Regions from separate parts of the Mus musculus genome. Here region 2 is linked to region 1. Evidence: chromatin contacts called from public promoter capture Hi-C data. All regions are on one chromosome and are shown on one strand. Each heading gives the region's core, a stretch centred on a gene start, on an enhancer-like site or on the middle of the called end of the contact. The rest is flanking DNA. Distances are from core to core; before and after follow the strand shown.

Region 1 (5,939 bases), core at 1,148-3,647:
AACTCCCGCCCCCCCCCCCCCCCCGCCCCCGCCTGCTTAAGTTCTGTGCTCTGTGGCTGGCTGGCTCTCTCTATTAATCTAGTAGTCATAATCCTTTTTTTTTTTTTGGAGGCAGTCGGGGAGACAGGGTCTCTCTGTCTCTCTGTGTAGCACTGGTGACCTGGAACTCATTAGGTACAGAAGATTGTCCTTCAATTCACCCAGGTCCACCTGCCTCTGCATCCTGAGTTCTGGAATTAAAAGGGTGAGAATTCTTGGAAGTCTATGGTCATGCAGTATTATTCATTTATTTTTCCCCTCAGTAGTGTGGTAATCACTTCATGAAAAGTTTCTCTAATACAGCCCTAAATGGAGAAAAAAAAGTCCCTAATCATATTGTATTCCCAAGCAGACTCTAAGATTTAGTATTTTTCAAATAGGATTTAGATATTTAGAAAATTTAAACATCACTCAACTCCTGAATTTTCTTTATAGCGTTGTTAGCCAAACAATTTCCCAATCATTAATAAGTTTGGAGGGCATACACAGTTAAACAGGGAAAGCAAGCATGATGAAATTTTGAGGGCTTTTATTATGAAAATGAATTTTAAAGTTCTCAAAATTCCAAAGCACAGTCTATACAATCACAGAGTACAGAAGTGACTACAAAAGCTGGCATTGCTAACATCTGTATAACAACCTGGGAGGCCACAGAAAGCCAAGGCTCTCTTAAGGAGAGTGATACTTTCTTTTAGAAGGATCACCATCCTACGGTCTTAAAATAAAATGTATGCTTAATTCCAAAATCATGGGTGCTAGCACAAAAGCTTTCTCCCCTCTCCCTTTTTAAAATAAATAAATAAAAGCAGTAATGTTTAAAAGAAATAAAAAACAGGCCAGGCAGTCAGGATGGCAAAGGGCTAGCCCAAGCAGGCCAGCAAACAAGAAACCACAACAAAAATAAACACAAACCTAAACAAGTGAATGAAATATATATGGAATGTAATCTTGTTAAGAAAATACAAGTGATTCATGTGCAATCTTGTATACTAGCTGTGAATTACATAAAACTTGATTATTTTGGGGGATGTTATTATTTAGTGAGGCTTTAAGTGTAATCTTAATTTCTAAATGACATGGAATTACTTACTCTGGGATTAAGTTTTCTACTCAGCTAGGCGGACTAGTGGCCTCATCACTAATTTTATACATAAGTGGCATAACGTATCGGGTTTAAAAAAATTAAGGAAAATCCATCAAGGCCCTAAGCGCATTTCATCTGTCTACATCACAGGAGCCTGTGTTTGAGATTGGTGGAAGAATGGGGTGTTATGATCACAGTTCATTGTATACACGCATGAAACTGTCAAAGAATAAAAATAGTCTTTAAAAGAAAAAAAAATTAAAAGAAACTATAGAATTCAGTTTGCCTATTCTCGAAGACTCTGATGGGGGGCTTTGAGTCTGCATGAACTTGGTGTTCTGTGCGATGGATGGGTCACTCCTGTGTCCAGTGCACCCCGCTCCAGCAGCGGCTTGTCTAGAAAAAGAACAGATGAAAAATTGAAGGTAAGCAAAAAAACAAAACAAAACAAACAAAAAAAACCGCTCCTTTTTCTTGGGGGAAGGGGGAGCGGGAGGCGGGTTTCATGTAGCCCAGGCTGGCTTCCAATTGGATGGAATGACCTTGAACTTCTCTGATCCTCTACTCTCCACTTCAGAATGCTGGGATTACGGCCTAAGCAACACGCGGGAATCGAACCCTGGGCGATCGAAGATCCCAGACAAGCACTGTGCCAACTGAGCTACGTGCCCAGGTCCCCAGCGGACAGCTTCTCCTTCAGAACGTTTGGTCCTGGCTCAGCATACGTACCGTCGGCGCCTGGGTTTAGCCGGACCCTCGCAGCCCGAGCCCCTGGAGGCAGCGCACGTCCGCTCGTCTCCGGAGGGCGGCGCACGCCGGGGAGGCTTGCCCCTCTCGGGGAGTCTCCTCAGCCGGGTCCCGACACCAGGCCGTGAAGCCGCCGTCCCGTCCCGGGAGCGACGCCATCTTGTCGCCGCCGTCCTCCTCCGCGGCTCGCGCTCCCGGGCTCCAGGCTCCCCCTAACCCCGCCGCGCGACACACGCGGCGGAGGAGGAGCGCTGGCTGCCGGCCACGCCTACCGGGCCCGCAGCCGCGAGCGGGGCGGAGCCAGCCTCGGAGGCCGCGGCCTCCGGGCGCGGCCTGCACGGGCCCAGGCGCCTCCCCGAACCCGCCCGGCTGCGGCCCCCTAAAGGGCCCGACAAGCCGAGTAGCGCTCCGCCTTCTCCGCCCCGCCGCCGCCGCCCCGGGAGCCCGGCCGCGGCCCCGGCGCCGCCTCTTCCGCCTCCCGCGTCCGCGCGGGCGGGCCCGACGTCAGCGCCGCCCCGCCCGGCCCAGCTTCGGCCTCGGCCTCGCAGAGCGCGGCGGCGGCGCAGGTCCCTCCCCAGACATGGCCCTGGGAGGCGGCAGCACATGGCGGCCGCGGCGGCCGTGAGCGCGCCCCCGGCCAGCCCCAGCCAGCCCTGAGGCTGCCCGCGCCCGCCGGCCGCGCCACGGCCCTGCCGCCCCCAGCCCCGCCGCCGCCGGCCCCGCCGCCGCCCGCGCGCGCGCGCCCCGCCGCCGCCGCCATGGGCGTGCAGGGCTTCCAGGACTACATCGAGAAGCACTGTCCGAGCGCCGTGGTGCCGGTGGAGCTGCAGAAGCTGGCCCGGGGCAGCCTGGTGGGCGGCGGGCGGCAGCGGCCCCCGCAGACCCCGCTGCGCCTGCTGGTGGATGCCGACAACTGCCTGCATCGCCTGTACGGTGGCTTCTACACCGACTGGGTGAGCGGCGGCCAGTGGAACCACATGCTCGGCTACCTGGCGGCTCTGGCCAAGGCCTGCTTCGGAGGCAACATCGAGCTCTTCGTCTTCTTCAATGGCGCGCTCGAGAAGGCCCGGCTGCACGAGTGGGTCAAGCGGCAGGGCAACGAGCGCCAGACAGCGCAGCAGATCGTCAGCCATGTCCAGAACAAGGGCACGCCACCGCCCAAGGTCTGGTTCCTGCCTCCGGTCTGTATGGCCCACTGCATCCGCCTGGCGCTCATCCGCTTCCACGTCAAGGTGCGGCTGCAGCCGGTTCGCCGGGGTCTCCCAGGGCTGGGGCTGGGGTCTCTTTGGGCCTGAGTCAGGATCGGGCCTGGTGCCCTTTGGACCGATTCCCTTCGGGTTTGGGTCAGGGTTGGGGTCTGGGGTCACTTGGACAGGAGTCACAGTTGGGCTACAGGCCTCTTCGCGCTTCGGGCTGGGCCTGGGATTGCTTGGGTAGCGATCAGAGTTGAGTCTGAGGTTCCTTGGCCCAGGGGTTTGGGGCTTGGCCTAGGGTCTTTTTGGGCTTGGATTTGGGTTGGACTTGGGAGGTCTCTTAGGTCACTGTCAGCGCTGAACTAGTTCCGGGAAGCCCAGCCTAGCCCAGAGTGAGTCCTGGGTGCCCCTGCCCGTGGAAGGCCTCAGCAGGCTTCAGTGTCTCTCAGGGCCCCTCTCGGGACATAGCGTGTCACCATGCCCAGGCTTGATGCAAGCTAGGCAGAGGGGCCCTAGAGCAAGATGGATGCCCGGGCCTTTAGGCCTGGTGTGGTTGAAGTCTACCCACCACATTCCTCCCTACTCTCTGGCCTCTGTGGGCCCATAGACTTGTTCATATGACACTTGAGGCTGGTGGATAGACCCTCACCCAAAGTGGGATCGGTGGTGTCGTCTCCCACATCCTCAGTCTTTCTCCTCCCCTGAGAGGCCGACAGGCTACCCACTGGCCTTATCCTTAAGCATATACCCATCTGTCGAAATTAACCCACTCTTTCCCAGCAACAGGTTTATCTTGGAAGTCTGGAGAATAAATAATGAGAGTATATTGCCAGGACCTTAGGCACAGGAAGCTGAAAACAGAGCCTCCAAAGCTGTGGGAGAGGAAGGAACCTTGTTATAAACCAGGGCTGATCTCTTAATTCTCAAGGCAGATGCCCTGCTCTTCTACCTTTGAAAATGAGATGTTTGGAGAAATTGTCTATGGTAACGTTTTGGTTTTAGATTTCATGGTACTGTGAATTTGATGAGATGGGCTCTTGTCAGTTCTCTGAGTTTTAAAGTGGTTCAGTTCTGTATGTCTACTATGAAGGTAGCAATTAGGACCAGGAAGAAGAATTTGGGGGTCGTTTGGCATAGGCAGGAGCTTGTGAGAGCTGTTTTTCTGCTGCACAGGAAGTGTTGAGTGACCTTCACTAGCCCTGATTGGTGGGTAAGGAGGGAGAGCTCCACATGTTAGCCCTCTGCTGTCCCGTTGGCAGAAGGTTCTGCAGCCAGAATTGGGCCAGAGAACTTAAGGGCTCCGAGGTTGATTGAGAGCCGAGCACCTAACTGATCCTCAACTTTGAATAGCTTTGCATTTTCATGATTTTTTTTTTAAACACTTCTTTGGGGAGGGGTGAGGCTGTTTGAGTTTTTAAGACTTGCTACTGTCTTCCAACTTGCTCTTTTCTTTGGAAACTGAGCTTGAGTTACAACTTTTAGCATGTCTCCCTCTTCCTGACCATCCCTGCTGGCAGTGGTGATGGTGGTAGTTAAGCCTAAAATGATTGCGGAAGTCCCACCCAGGGTCCTGTTGCAATTGGTGAAGTTGTGTTTAAGTGTGTGGGTGGGGGTGGCTGGATGCCTGGTGATTGGCCCAGGAATATGGCAGATACACAGCCTGACATTTCTTAGGGAGTTCGTGTGAGAGGCAGTGTGTGCCTCTCACTTTTTCTCTGTAGCCTGGGGCTCTCAGAGGGGGAAAGCAAAGCTGTTGCTCTGTGATCTACCTCTAGTGGACAGCCTGGAAATGGACCTGCTTTAGTGTTGCTTAGTGATGGGAAGTAACATCTAAGACACAAAAAGAGTTTTATTTTACCTGCTTTTGCTAACTGCACAGGGCTGTATTTTTAGTCAGCAGAGACATTCAATAAAAGATTGAATATTACTTCAGATTAGAGTCTCCTCTGTCTGTCCTTGTCTCTATATCTGTTGTGTGTGTGTGCACTCCTGAGACAGTGTTGCCTTTCCTGCCTGCTCTGTCTCTCAGCCTTCTCTAGTCTTTGTAGATGCAATTCTAGCAATCCTGGCTGTCCACTTTCTCAACTCTGAGGAGAGGTGAAAAAGATAGTTTGCTGGAGGCAGGAGCTCCATTAATAGCAAAAGGTGGCACCAGAGAGAAGATGTGAAGCTGTAAAAAGCAGAGACAGAATTCTGGGAACTATTTTAAAACAAGAGAGCAGTCCTGTGTACTTCAGCATCCCTGAGGGTAGTGCAGTATCACAAGGGTGATTTGCGGGCCTGGGCGATGGCTTTGTGGTTAGGGCACATGCTTTTGCAGAGGGCCCACATGATTCCCAGCACCCACGTGGTGGCTCCTGATCATCTAATACTCCAGCTCCAGGGCATCTGAAGCCCTCCTCTGACTTCCACAGCACCAGACGGGAAAGTGGCACAGGTGCATACAAGCAAGCAGAACATTCTCACACATTAAACTAAAGATAGTGTTTAAAGTAATGATTGTGTATGTTTTAAAAAGGATGATTTTGGAGTCATAAAAATTATCTTCGGTGGTCTCTGTTTAAGAAAGTGTATGTTTCAATGTGTGTGTCTGTGTGTTGGATTTTTAAATGTTTTCTGGAGGCTCACAGATACTTAACCAGTGATGCACTATCACTATCTTCCAGAATGGGCGAGCAGCTGGAATTGGGTGGTCCTTATTTTATTTATAATGTTTCTGGGTGTTCTGCCTGCATTATGTCTGTGCACCTCTTTTGTGCCTGGTGCCTTGAAAGGTCAGAATAAGACGTTGGATTTCCTGGAATCGGAGTTACAGATTGTTGTGAGCTACCGTGTGGTTGCTGGGAATTGAACTCAGGTCCTCCGGAGGAGCTAGT
Region 2 (5,813 bases), core at 1,131-3,630, 610 kb before region 1:
GATAGTTAGTGAGTGCTTGAGGGCCAGGTCTTGACCCTCCTGGGATAAACATTGATTGAACCAGACTTTGGCACGTTAGGAGAAATGGGTTTGGAAAATCTTACACATTTTACTCTTTTGTTGGTGGCATTTTACTTGAAATTTTTTTAGGATTTTATTGTACTTGCTATAGTAACTTTTAAAAGCATTTTTGCTACTTAATTTCAGTCCCAATACAGCCACTAGCAGTAGATTCTTAGGGGCTGCTTTCCCAAAATACGCACTGAGAGCCAAGAAGTAGAGCTGGTCTGTGGCACCACGCCAGGCCACAAAGGACTCTAGAGTTCTGCCGCACTTGCTCATGAGCATCCACTCTGTCTTTTCGTTGTGTGAAGATTTTATCCTTGTATGGAGACCATTAGCAGTCCTCAAAAGCAACCTTACATTTTAGAATTAGAATCTCAGGAGTTTGAGACATTGGAAGAAAAGGAAATCCCGATAATACTTCATGGCAGCTTAACTTAGCATCAAAAACAAAGGCCTTTGACGATAGAAGGATTCATGTTGTCTCCTTTTGGTCTTCGTAAACACTTCAGGAAGATTTCCCTGGAGAGCCATTTTTCCACTGAAATCCTGCCCTTTACTAGTCTTCCTCTCTTCCACTGTGGTACCTTCTTTCTCTTTAGTGATTTTAATTCATTTTACCCAGTGAGTCTCTTCTTAGTCATTGCTGAGCATATTTGGTTACTTTTGCTTCCATATTCTACAATTTCTGCCCTGTTCTTTGTAATATAACTCAGAGACCATCAGAGTAACTCACTGTGAGTCATCTCATTTCCCAGTCTCTAGGTTTTAACAAAGCCTCAGTGCAGTGCACTTGCTCTAAGCAGTCAAAGATCTATGGAATGAGTGACTTAAGTCACAGGTTATGGCTTGTTAGCAGTGCCTTTCTCTGTTAATGTTTATTTCTCTAGGCATTCACCATGCTGGTTTCTTTAGATGGTTAAAAGTTAGAGAACTTAGCTGTTATCTTTTGTACTTATTTCTATATAACAATATGTGATATTTCTTACTTATATTGTCTATTAGAAATATGAGAGATGAAGAAAAAATAAAGCAAAGCAACAATGTAAAATTTAAGAAATTATCCATTAATATGAATTTTGCAAATAACACAATAAGAGTTTCTTTATCATAACATTTCTCTTACTTGAAGAAAAACACTCATGTTTTTAAATGAATGTAGGTCCTAATCCAAATTAATAAAAGTGTTATAATTTACTTAGTTCTGGAAACTTAAAGGTAAAAGCATTGTAGCATGTCACTGTTTTAAAGCTCTTAACCGTTTTACTGATAGGCCATAGAAGCCAGGATATAAAGATCATCTGTACCTGTTAATTCTTGTCTAAGACAACTTTAAATTTAGTCTTTTGCTCTTTAAAAAAAGTGTGTCTCAGTTAAAATAATACATACATGCATACATACATACGTACATACATACATACATACATACATACATACATACATACACAATACATTTAAATCGTAATTAACTTAAACTTAAGAATCCTTTAATAACCAGACAAAATGTTCCTGTCTTGGGAATGATACAAATGAAAACAAACATTCTAAATCAGAAATTTGCCCAGTAGAAAAAATTACAACAAAGCATTTTTTTTTAGCAAAATTGTTTAGCAAATTTTTTGTCATTTAAAATTAAGAGCAGAAAAACAAACCCAAGAAACTAAAGAGAAATTGATTCCTTTAACCGAAGATTCTTTCCCTTTGTCCAGTTTTATTTTAAAAATAATCTAAACAAATATTGCTTATTGAGTCATTTTAAATCAGAAATTTAAACTCACCTTGCTGGTCTTTTTGCTTAAACATTTTGCTTAATCGAAATTTTAATTTAATTTTTAGTCAGATTTTGCTTCCCCGATTGCGCTTTTATGATAAGTGCAGTCTAATTTAATATTTAGCAACCCTAAGACACTTTTGTAACAGTAAGAATACATACTTTAAGAGTTGAAAATTACTTTATCATCATACCTGTTGAGATTGCTCTAGTTTCAGGGACTGATGAATTGGCAATCCTTTAACTGAATCAGAAATGCCTAAATTCTTTAGCGAAGTTTCTTAAAAATCCACAGTAACTCAGTGTGCAGACAGGGCTGTCCTTTGAATTACTGGAGCAATTTAAGTAAATACAATCTGCTTGGAAAACACTTGGGTTGAATTAAAATTTTGTACTTCTTTTCATTATACAGAATTTTGTGGATTCAAAGTAAGATGTTTGTGCTCTTGGTCAGATTTATGTGGCTAACTTCTTTCTTTTCTCCTTAATTTTGGTTTGAGGTGTGGCAAGAATTTTCTCTTAATATGAAAGGCAAACAAGACTAAATGAAACAACATGTACTGATTACTGTTTTTATTTTCATTTTTATGCCAAAGAATTCTTCAGATTAAAGTCCACTGTGACCTGGAGCCCAGTGTCTCAGCAATTTAAGGTGGAATTCAAAATTGTATCCGGTTCCTGGGTTGACAGAGGCTTGCATTCACATCAGTGCTTTCCTTTGACTCTTGACTAAGAATCAGAAGTGGAAACATACAGCATTTCACATCTAGTTTACTTTGAGAATGCAGTAGAGTGCATTGGTTTCACAGATTAAAGGCACAGCTTTCCCACTTATAAAGACTACTAATAACTTTTAAAGAGAAATGAATTCCCTCAGCTATGTATGCTAGTGCCTTGCCTTTCGGCTCAGTACACAAAATAATTTTATAGTCCACTTTGTCTTTAAGTGGGATCGAATAAAAGCCTCTGCTGCTCAGTCACTTCTTCTACCTTTTATTGTATGGATTTAGAAACTTTCTTCATTTGCTGAAGGAGCCCTCCTTAAGAGTTGCAGCTAGCAAGCCTGCTTACTGCAAGGCTACATTTTTGTGCTAATGTTTTCATAGTTAAACAGAGTTAGCTGTGTCTCTTGGCATCAGCTGTTGAGTTTTTTGGAAAGACATTCTTTCAAGCTTGAGAAGTTTTGGTTCTTCAAAACAGTGTTTTCTATTAGACTTTATAAGTAACCTAGAGGATTTATTTTAATGTTTCAGATTTAAGAAAAGTATATAGTATTTCAACGGTGCTTTGGCAACATTGTAAACATCTAGTCTATTACTCGAGACATTGGTATGTGAAATGTGGCAGACCGCACTTGGGCCAAGATTCCATTTAGTTACCGATCTTTTCCATATGTTTCCTATTACTGTCTTTGTTCTTAAACCTCAGGCTTTCACACTCGGGAGAAGAACAAATCTGTATGTTTTTCTCAAGCATTGTTTTAGTCCCCTTATAGTTCTTTTAAAAGATTAAGTTAAAATCAGCCACTTAATTTTTAAATATAATTCTTTATTAATTGTATGTTGTGGTCTTAAAATAGTGATTCTGTTGTTCTTGTTTCTAGATTAGGTAGGAAAATATATCACTAATACTAGAGCACATTTTTTGAAAGTCTAGAACCAGAAGTGGTGATGCACACCTTTAATCCCAGCACTTGGATAGTAGAGGCAAGCAGATCTTTGAGTTCCAGAACAGCCTGGTCATCAGGATGACCAGACCTACACAAAGAACCCCTGTTCCCCAAACAAAAGTGTTTCTAGAAAATTTAAAGGAGGCTAGCAGTGTATATGATGTTGCATTTGGCAGTGACTGAAAATGAAAGAGGATAGGCGAGTTTCTGATTACTGATTTCTTAGGCAACTTCATTGTACCAAATGGAGAGAAGTCAGATGAATTGGTTTTAAAAAGTTTAAATTATATGGTAGAGTTATGATTTTATTGAAACAGACACGGCATCTCAAAGCTTAACAACATACTAGTGCTGGCTAGGGAAAGCCTCCTGGTTCAGCCTAATTAATATAATAGGTAATTTTTCTCATTTATTTGTTCATTGTTCAGCTCTTTAAAAAAAATTAAGTACCTATTTGTGTAAAATAGTTTAAAATTGAGGACTCAGTAGTGAGAATCTTATTGTCATAGAGGAGATAAGTAAAAAATAAAAGTTTATTGAGTGGTCAGAGTATAGCAGAGAAGAAATCAAGGTAAAGGATAAAGATAAGTAAGGTAGAGAAGTGCAGATGGGCAGCTCTGCTCCTGCTGTCTGTGAGCCGGGGTGGAGCAATGAAGTTACCCTATGGTGGGTGGTGGGAGCCAAGCACTGCACTGATGAAATGGGATGTTAAAGGTAAGCAAGGGAAAACCAGTGCGAGTGGTTGATGGATTAGAGTGTGACACAGTAGTAAGAACTCAGGTTTAGATGAATGCACACACGAATGACTATACATGATGGGTTTTTATAGACATGTGTACATACACAGGTTAGAATACATGTGTACATAGCCTTGCTTTGAAGCTTCCAGGACATGTAATTAATTATATCCTTGTAGAACTGAGCTGGCAACCAGATCTTGGGTTTAAACACCATTCTAAATGAAAAGGAACTAGGGCTGTGCATGGGGGAAATGACTGATCTAGAAGAACTGGGACAAGGAAAGTGTAAAATGGACCTGGGACACTGAAAAACACCAAAAGAAGCTCTTTGCAAAGAGAGGGATCTGTGAAGGTCTGTACCTTCATCAGCTCAGTTTTGCAATGAACCTAAAACTGCTTTTTAAAACAACCAAACGAACAAATAAACAAGGAAGAAAGGATGCAATACTGTTTTAGATAACAGAATTTTAGATGTTAATAAATATTGTGTGGGAGTAAGCCAAGTCAGTGTCAGAAGAGAGGGACTAACATGGCAACAGCCCTGCATACAGATGAAGAACAGGAGGTATCCTTGGAGGGTGGTGTTTTGAATAGGTATGGCCCCCATAGACTCAGATGTATGAATACTTGGCCCACAGGGAGTAGCACTATTAACTATTAGGAATTGTGCCCTTGTTAGAGGACGTGCGTCACTGTGGGGGTGAGCTTTGAGTCGCCCAGTGCTCATGCTCTGTCCAGTGTTTAAAGACGGTCTCCTCCTGGCTGTCGTCAGATCAAGGTGTAGAACTCTTGGCTCCTTCTCCAGCACCACGTTTGCCTGCACAATTGCCATGCTTCCCATCATGATGATAATGGACTGAACCTCTGAAATGTAAGCCAGCCCCAATGAAATGTTTGCCTTTGTAACAGTTGCCTTGGTCATGGTGTGTCTTCACCAAAATAAAAACCCTAAGATAGAGGGCTAGCCGGTACCAGCATCTTGGTAGACCTGTACTTGGACGGACCCTCCTTCCAGTGCTGTAAATGGAATCGTACTATTTATTTTGTTTGTTTTAAAAACAAAAATTTTGCCATGTTGTCTAGACTAGCTTCAAACCCTGTAGTATAAGCAATTCTCTGGCCATGGTCTCCCTGCTAGCTGGGATTACACGTACTTCACTGGCTTGGAACCATGCTTGCAGAGGAAATACAGTATCTAGTAAGTGAGCTCTTTCAGATGGGCCCTGTTGGATAGCTGTAGTACTAGCCCACACACTGAGTACCACATTTTCCTGGACAAACATGGCTCACCACTTACTTTGTATTCACTGAGAAACAAACTCTTTCATAAGCTTTCTTTTCCTTCAACATTTACTTTTTCTGTAAACAGTTTCCCCCATCCCAGTCTCATACTCTCTTACATAAAGCAGAAGAAACTTGGAATTCTTCAAATTAAAGCCTCCTGAAGCAGACAGTCTAGCTCCTTTAGAGTTAGTAGAGCTTCTTGTTAAAATTCTTGGGTCTAAAATCACTACACCCTAAACATGGGAAGACAAATTCCCCAAGCATGAATCTGAGAATTTGTAACAGG

The links. Promoter capture Hi-C pulls out the DNA fragments that hold promoters and counts their contacts.
Region 2: a promoter capture Hi-C map of cranial neural crest shows a contact between it and region 1. The contact joins the promoter of Omd here to the promoter of Fam120a in region 1. A contact is called at or near these places in 1 of 39 promoter capture datasets (cranial neural crest) and 1 of 115 datasets of contacts at active chromatin or transcription factors (large pre-B cells).

What each region holds. Positions count from the first base shown.
Region 1 is chr13:48,964,518-48,970,456 of GRCm38.p6, reverse strand. It overlaps Fam120a (family with sequence similarity 120, member A), which reads left to right and starts at 2,397. Exons shown (of 18, transcript NM_001033268.3): 1 at 2,397-3,102. The coding sequence starts at 2,629. Fam120aos (family with sequence similarity 120A, opposite strand) reads right to left here and starts at 2,345. Exons shown (of 2, transcript NR_015601.1): 1 at 1,853-2,345; 2 at 552-1,519.
Region 2 is chr13:49,579,029-49,584,841 of GRCm38.p6, reverse strand. It overlaps Omd (osteomodulin), which reads right to left and starts at 2,380. Exons shown (of 3, transcript NM_001360708.1): 1 at 2,029-2,380. All of the region lies in intron 5 of Cenpp (centromere protein P), which reads left to right.